Linked DNA regions of Mus musculus: region 2 is linked to region 1. The links are chromatin contacts, called in public HiChIP or PLAC-seq maps. All regions are on one chromosome and are shown on one strand. Each heading gives the region's core, a stretch centred on a gene start, on an enhancer-like site or on the middle of the called end of the contact. The rest is flanking DNA. Distances are from core to core; before and after follow the strand shown.

Evidence for each region. HiChIP or PLAC-seq counts read pairs in DNA pulled down with a chosen protein or histone mark.
Region 2: a contact with region 1 is called in an H3K4me3 HiChIP or PLAC-seq map of embryonic stem cells, with 28 read pairs. The contact joins the promoter of Ythdf2 here to the promoter of Oprd1 in region 1. A contact is called at or near these places in 2 of 484 Hi-C or Micro-C datasets (both in embryonic stem cells), 3 of 115 datasets of contacts at active chromatin or transcription factors (embryonic stem cells and pancreatic cancer cells) and 2 of 9 other capture datasets (adipose tissue and liver).

The regions. Positions count from the first base shown.
Region 1 is chr4:132,142,431-132,146,047 of GRCm38.p6, reverse strand. It overlaps Oprd1 (opioid receptor, delta 1), which reads left to right and starts at 1,562. Exons shown (of 3, transcript NM_013622.3): 1 at 1,562-1,889. The coding sequence starts at 1,663.
Region 2 is chr4:132,210,169-132,213,785 of GRCm38.p6, reverse strand. Ythdf2 (YTH N6-methyladenosine RNA binding protein 2) reads left to right here and starts at 1,530. Exons shown (of 5, transcript NM_145393.4): 1 at 1,530-1,886; 2 at 2,330-2,354; 3 at 2,955-3,034. The coding sequence starts at 1,860.

The DNA.
Region 1 (3,617 bases), core at 313-2,812:
CCGCCCATCAATCATCCATCAAGAAAATGGCGCACAGACTTGCCTATCGGTACATTTTTTTTTTTAAAGATTTACTTATTTATTATATGTAAGTACACTGTAGCTGTCTTCAGACACTCCAGAAGAGGGCGTCGGATCTTGTTACAGATGGTTGTGAGCCACCATGTGGTTGCTGGGATTTGAACTCTGGACCTTCAGAAGAGCAGTCGGGTGCTCTTACCCACTGAGCCATCTCACCAGCCCCTATCGGTACATCTTAAGGGGCATTTTCTCAGTTAAGATTCCCTCTTCCCAGGTATGCTTAGTCGAGGAGGAGGGAAACAAACCAATCCAACACAAACACCACGGAGCTCCCTGCTGTGACCCTGGCTGTCTTCAGTCTTTTTGACTTGTAGGACCTTTATATATGTTTTTCTTTTTTCTAGAAGGCTCTTCCTATTTCTTCCCTAAATTAGTCTCCCCCACCTCTAAATCCACACAACACCTTAAGTGTCATTTCTTTTAGGAATATTCTCCTGACCCTACCCTGCCCCGACATTCCTTGAATAGGACTTCATTGTGTTTTTTTAGAATCGATGCATCTCTTCCGGTCTGAGCTGTAAGCTCTTGGGAGCCGGGCCTTTGATTATGCACACCGATGTACCTGGCTCTTCTGTTAGGCGCCCTCAGAGTGAATGTGGAGCTAGTGAACTGGGCGCAGGAAAGTGTGGCTGATAACGGATGTTTGTGGTTTTATTTATCGCTCAAGCAGCCTGCTAGCTCAGAGCAATGAGCCAGACAGGAAAGTTGTGTCTCTAATAACATACACACATCTGTCCAGATAGGTGTGACCTTTTTCAGCTTGATGTAGTGAGATGGTTAGTGACCTTGATTGCGGCTTATGTCTGCCATGTCCGGTGCCAAGCTGTACAGACCCAGGTGGGCTTATTTCCAGTGTCTCCCCTTGAGGTTGTAGCTGATCATATTACTAGTTTTCATCCGGAGCCTTTGGGGGAACTGGACGGTTTTGTTTTTGTTTCTTGGTCAGGAATCACTTGGCAGTTCTAGAAGACACGGCAAGGAGCAGAGCGCACACAGTACACGGGGGTGGTGGTGGTGGTGGTGGTGGTGGTGGTGGTGGTGGTGGAAATCTGAGTTCTTTACTCCGTTGTCTTCATCTCCCCAAAACCCTCTGAAGGCGGCAGGAGATTTTCTTCATCGTGCAGTCACAGAGAATGAACTTGAGAGTGCTTAAGCGGCTCGCTCAAGGTTACTCCCATCGTCCGTGAAGAGGCGGGAGGCGGGATTCGCATCCAGGTTCTTCTGACTCCGAAGTGGCACGGGGGTGGGGCGGGAGGCTGGGCCGGGCTGGGGGCACCTGGAGTCAGCGGAGCCCAGGCAGGGAGCGCGCGCGAGGCCTCTCTGGCCCAGCTCGGAGCCCGGTGGTGCAGCGCCCGCCCCCGATCGCGGGCGCAGACTGGCGGCCGCCTCCGGACCACGTGGTGCGCGCGGCGGCTCGGGGCTCCCCGGGCTTGGGCGAGCACTGCGGGCGGTCGACCGGGCGGAGGAGGCGGGAGCGAGCGCTGCAGCCTGCGGCGTCGGGGCCGTGGCCTCCGTTTTCCGCGCGCCACTCGCTGGGTCCCTGCGCCCAGGGCGCACGGTGGAGACGGACACGGCGGCGCCATGGAGCTGGTGCCCTCTGCCCGTGCGGAGCTGCAGTCCTCGCCCCTCGTCAACCTCTCGGACGCCTTTCCCAGCGCCTTCCCCAGCGCGGGCGCCAATGCGTCGGGGTCGCCGGGAGCCCGTAGTGCCTCGTCCCTCGCCCTAGCCATCGCCATCACCGCGCTCTACTCGGCTGTGTGCGCAGTGGGGCTTCTGGGCAACGTGCTCGTCATGTTTGGCATCGTCCGGTGAGTCAGCCGAGGGCGTCGCGGGGTTTGGTCCCAGGGTCAGAGTGGACTCTACTCTTTGTAGACCAGGATACCCAACCCTGACTCCCCGGGTTCCTGAATGTCCTGCACAGAGGCCAGGTCCTCTGAGATTATGAGGACAAGGCGTGTGTGTGTGTGTGTGTGTGTGTGTGTGTGTGTGCTTGCACTAGCCTAACTACATAACACTTAATCATCCTTGACATCTCTTTGCTTCTGCATCATGGAGGTGGGACAGTTTGGCAACACTTTGTGTGTCTGCCGCGCACGCAGTTTGTGATTGGGCAGTTTGACGGTAGCGTGTGTGTTCGATCCTCTGAAACCTTGCAAGGGTGAGCTGAGGTGCTCTACAAAATACCTTAGGTCTTTGGAGCATACAACAGGGACAGACTGTCTGCTCCGGGCTGTGGGGACACGCCCCAAGTCACATTTAGTAGTCGGTCTTCTGTGGTTGCTGTGTGTGTGCTTGTCCCAAGCCATCAGTTTGTAATTCTGTATGAGACTGAGAGTGTATTTGCATTGTTTCTTGTCAAACCTCTAGGTCATAGGTGATGGAGGCACCCGGGATGACTTTGAACACCAGTCTTTGTGCTGCGTGTTCTCTGATGGAGAGCCCCGTAGTTCCTGTGAACTGGCCATGGGGTTCTCTCTTCCCTTCCCCAGTGGCCATGTGGTCAGGAACTCGGGATATGATTCAGGGCAGATTTATCCTCCTTGAGGCCTGGGCTACAGAATGAACTTAAGGCCAGCTAGAGAAGAGAGAGAGGGAGGGAGGGAGGGAGGGAGGGAGGGAGAGAGAGAGAGAGAGAGAGAGAGAGAGAGAGAGAGAGAGAGAGAGATTATTAGTAAGGGCTTTAGGGGCCACAGACTGTACGCTTAATTGATAGCTTCTGCAGCATGTGTGAATCCTTACATTAGTTTGTAGTGTTCAGTCCCCAGCACACTACACACTGGACATGGTGGTCCCACGGCTGTAATCCCAGTCCTGGGGGGTGTTGAAGCAGAAGGCTCAGAAGTTCAAAGTCATGCTTTGGTTACATAGAGAATTTGAGGCCAGACTAGGATAATGGGCTTGGGGTATAGCTAAATGGCAGGGTACTTGCCTCCAGACAGGCAAGGCTGAGAACTGCCTAAATTAACAAAGCAAAATGTCTCCAACCCATCTGTACCTGTGGGCGCACTGATGTAAGTGAAGCACCCCCTGCAGACCCCAGACCGAGGTAAGGGCTCATAGCAGGCTCCACAATATGCAATAAGCAAACGAGAGGTTTTGCTTTCCTCTCTGTTTGCTGCCAAGGCGCCAGGGGCTGCTGAGATGAGTTTTGAGATTTGGGAGCACTAAGACCCTGTCTTGTTTAGACAGCATGTGTCTCTTGCCTCTGTCCCCTCTCTTGCTCAGATTAGGGGTTCAGATCCTGGACTCTCATCCAGAAGACATTCCATAAAGATGATGGAGTGCAGAGGTAAAGGTCATGGCTGTGGGCCAGGTGGTACCCTGTTTCTATCCCAACTTCAACATGTTGTAACAATGTGGCTTTGGCCAAACAGCTCACCTTCCCCAAGCCTCATTTATCTCATTTGAAAATATACGGTGATTTAGAATAGCCTGTTGGGGCCAGGCAGTGGTGGTGCACGCCTTTAATCCCAGCACTCGGGAGGCAAAGGCAAGCAGATCTCTGTGAGTAGTTCAAGACCAGCCTGGTCTATAGA
Region 2 (3,617 bases), core at 281-2,780, 68 kb before region 1:
TAAGCAGACAAGAAATGCTTTGCACTTACTTTGAGCGGTTTACAAAGTAAAATCCAAGAGTCTTGGCTTTTTCCTCCTGAATCTGTCAAATCCAAACCTTCTCTATCTAGCAAGCAGATGGCATTAGGTTAACAATAGTGCATTGCTCAGGTGTCTACCATTTGCAATAGCAAAACCTACTACTAAATATCCTTGTCCAGAGTGATTTTTTTTTTGTTTGTTTGTTTGTTTTTTGAGACAGGGTTTCTCTGTGTAGCCCTGGCTGTCCTGGCACTCACTTTGTAGACCGGGCTGGCCTCGAACTCAGAAATCTGCCTGCCTCTGCCTCCCGAGTGCTGGGACTAAAGGCATGCACCACTACGCCCAGCTCGTGATTTTTTTTTTTTTAAATTAAAAATGCCTTTGGTGGTGCATGCCTTTGATAACAGCATTTAGGAGGCAGAGGCAGGCAGAATTCTGAGTTCAAGGCTAGCCTGGTCTACCTAGTGAGTTTGAGGACAGCTAGAGGCACCCTGTCTCAAAACACAAACAAAAAACCCTACAAACAAAAAAAAACCTGCCTTTGCTCATCCTTTGGCTCTCCAGTGAATCTTAGCTCATGAATACAGGATTTCTTTTCTAGCTGTTGAAGAATGATATTATGTTGTTCTTTGTGTCAAAAGCACAGATCTATTTAATAACTTGATAACTTTGGCAGCATGCTTAATCTCCCTTTTCCCAGCTGTAACATTGTTTGATAGGCACTTTGAACTTGTTGAAAGTCTTTAAATTTAATGTGTCAGAAAGCACTTAATGACAAAGCCCTGCACACAGCACATACTGGAATAGCGTTCATTTTCCAGTCCTTAGATCACGAATATTTCCTCTTAGGGTCCAACAGACTTCAAGAAAGTGTGTGTGACACTGTGCATACGGGTGAGGTGTCTTTTTCTTGGGAATAAAGTCCAGAGTTTACTAGATTATTTTGGGGTCACTGACTTCTCTGAAAAAAAGAGAGTGTATATTTTTCTCCCTCAAAAGTCAAAGGGGTAAATGTCTTGTGTGCAGGGCAGTGAGGGCCGGCTTTTTAATATTTAGTGGAAGTACTGCTCCTGGGTGTTTTTTTCAAGTCCCTGAGGAAGGAAGGTGACAATAGTCTTAAGGAAGGGCGCGGGTGTCTTCTGGGCCGACCTCCATGAAGTTTTCCCTGTGAGCTCTTAGGACCTCTCTTCTGGTTCCTTTTCAAATTGGGGGAGAGTTATCAAATGCAGTTATGAGTTAGGGCTCAAGTCCTACACAGAGTAGAAGCCTCTGCCCCATTAAGAAAGGGGCTTCTGCGTGTTTTCTTAAGACAAAACAATTATTCTCTAGGTGTTTGCCAAAAAACTCCAGTGGTGACCCCCGGTGCCACCCAGGGCTCCTAGGCCCAAAGCGGCGGCGGTGGGGGCGGGGAGACCGCGCGCGCACCGCTTCCGCTCCTCCAGCCCAGCAGAGGGCGCCACGGGCGCGGCTCTCCCTTCCCGAGATGCTTCGCGCCGGGCCCTTCCGCGTGGGTCAGCGACTGTGAGAGTCAGCGCTCGCGCCGCGCGCGCCGCCCGCCTCTGCCGCTCGGCCTCCCCCATTCGGGCTGCGAGGGGGCGGGCGCGCGCTCCGGAGCATAGAGACGGGCGTTGAGCTCGGCGGCCTAGAGCGTCGCCGGATCGGAGCCGGAGCCCGAGTCGCGCGCTGTGTCTCTGCTGCGTCCGCCGAGGCGAGGCTCCGAGTGTCAGGGACAAAAGCCGCCGCCGCACCCTCTGCTCCCGTCGTCGGGGCTCATCCGCCGCCGCCGCTGTCCCGACGAGGAGTCCGCCGCCGTCGTTCCCCGTGAGGATCCGAGAGCCATGTCGGCCAGCAGCCTCTTGGAGCAGGTACAGGCCCAGCCCGCATGTCTCGGCCATTGTGTGAGGCGAGACGGGGCCCGACTAGGCCCGGGCCCGCCGCTCCTGGCCGGGCCGCGGCGGGCGCCTCTCGCGGCTCGGGATTCGGGCCTCAGACCGGCCGCGCCCTGAGTCTCCCGCCCGGCCCGCTCTTCCCGCTCCTCCCCGGGCCGGGCCGGCCGCGCCGCGCTCCCTCCCAGTAGCGGCCCGGGCTTCCCTTCCTCGTTTCCTCTCTTTCCCTCGTGTGGCTGCCGGGTGGCCGGGCTGCCGGGGCTGCCCCGCCGGCCTAGCGCTCGTCCCCGCCTCCCCCTCACCACGCGTCCCCCCCAGGCCGGTTCCTTTCTTCCCTGCTCGGGCCCCGCGTTCATTTGTCTTTCCTTTTCCGTTTTCTTCTCGGACGACTTGCTGCTCGGCGACGTCCCCTCCTCTCGCAGAGACCAAAAGGTCAAGGAAACAAAGGTAAGACCCCGCTCCTCCGGGTGGCCGCCGGCCGGGATGGGGAGGGGGGTCCGCCGGGCCGTGGGGGCGGTGGCTCGAGGACGCGCCCCGGGGAAAGGACCTTTCCGAAGCCGCTCGGGTCGCAGGTGCCGCGCGCGGGGCGGTCGCCCCTTTTGGTGTGGCCCTGCAGCTGGCGGGCAGCTTTTTTCGTTAACAACGAGTAATTCATGAGCGGCCGGGGGTGGAATGCATTTTGAGAAGCACCAGGTCCTTAGTTTTCTCGTAGGTCTTAGGAGCCCTTTGTGTTTCCTCCTCGTGGAGCACTTTCTGGAAGTCACTCACATGTGAAGGAAGCGGGGAGAGAAAGCCGGAGGGAATTGAAATTCGAAGGAGCCAATACACTGACCTTTTAAAAAGATCAGCTCGCTCTGGGGTGGAGACTCTTTTTCACTGTCCGGCTCTTGCTTCAGCCCTGGCGCTCATCGTTATTCCCCGGAGTTTCAAACCAAGTGACTCTTGGAACTAGCATGGTTTCTTCCTGGTGTGAATGTAAACTGATGGATGGGTTTGGAAGGGAGCTCTTCGGACCAGGGCATTGCTAATTTAACTTTTCCCCTCTAGTACAAAATGGTTCTGTGCATCAAAAGGATGGACTAAATGATGATGATTTCGAACCTTACTTGAGCCCACAGGCAAGGCCGGTGAGTAGTAAATTGTTCTATATTATCTGAGGGGACAGTGTACTGTTAGACTTTCTCTGCCCTGTCTCACTTTTGTGTTTGGGTGTGTTTGGGTGTGTGTGTGTGTGTGTGTGTGGCTGACTCCTAATACAACTTACTAATTTGTTATATAAAACATTAAAGATATAAGCTGTGTGGTCAACAAAGCATGTGCTCTGAGACTGCATTACTGATAACGCGAGTTGTATAAGAGCTGTTATGCTGGCATGAGTAATTGCCCCTTGTTTGCCAGGAAAGGATTAGTGCACAGCTTAAGAATATTGGCCAGAGTTTAGCCTGAGCTCTAAAGAAAACAAAACCTTGTCTTTTAGGGAAATTGGGATGATAATGTAGTGAGGAAATTCTAGTGAATGATCACCTGAACCTCACCTATACAAAACTTACTTCTCTTTTGTCTCCAGTGAGGCTCTTTGTGTATTAAAACTATTTCAAAGTGAGACAGTGGGGCGCTAGATGGTGATTTTTGGTTGTTTAGTATCTGTAGAGAACAACTTTGTGCATAGCTCTTTTGGCTAATGTGTTTGTTAAAGGAGGCTAAAACACT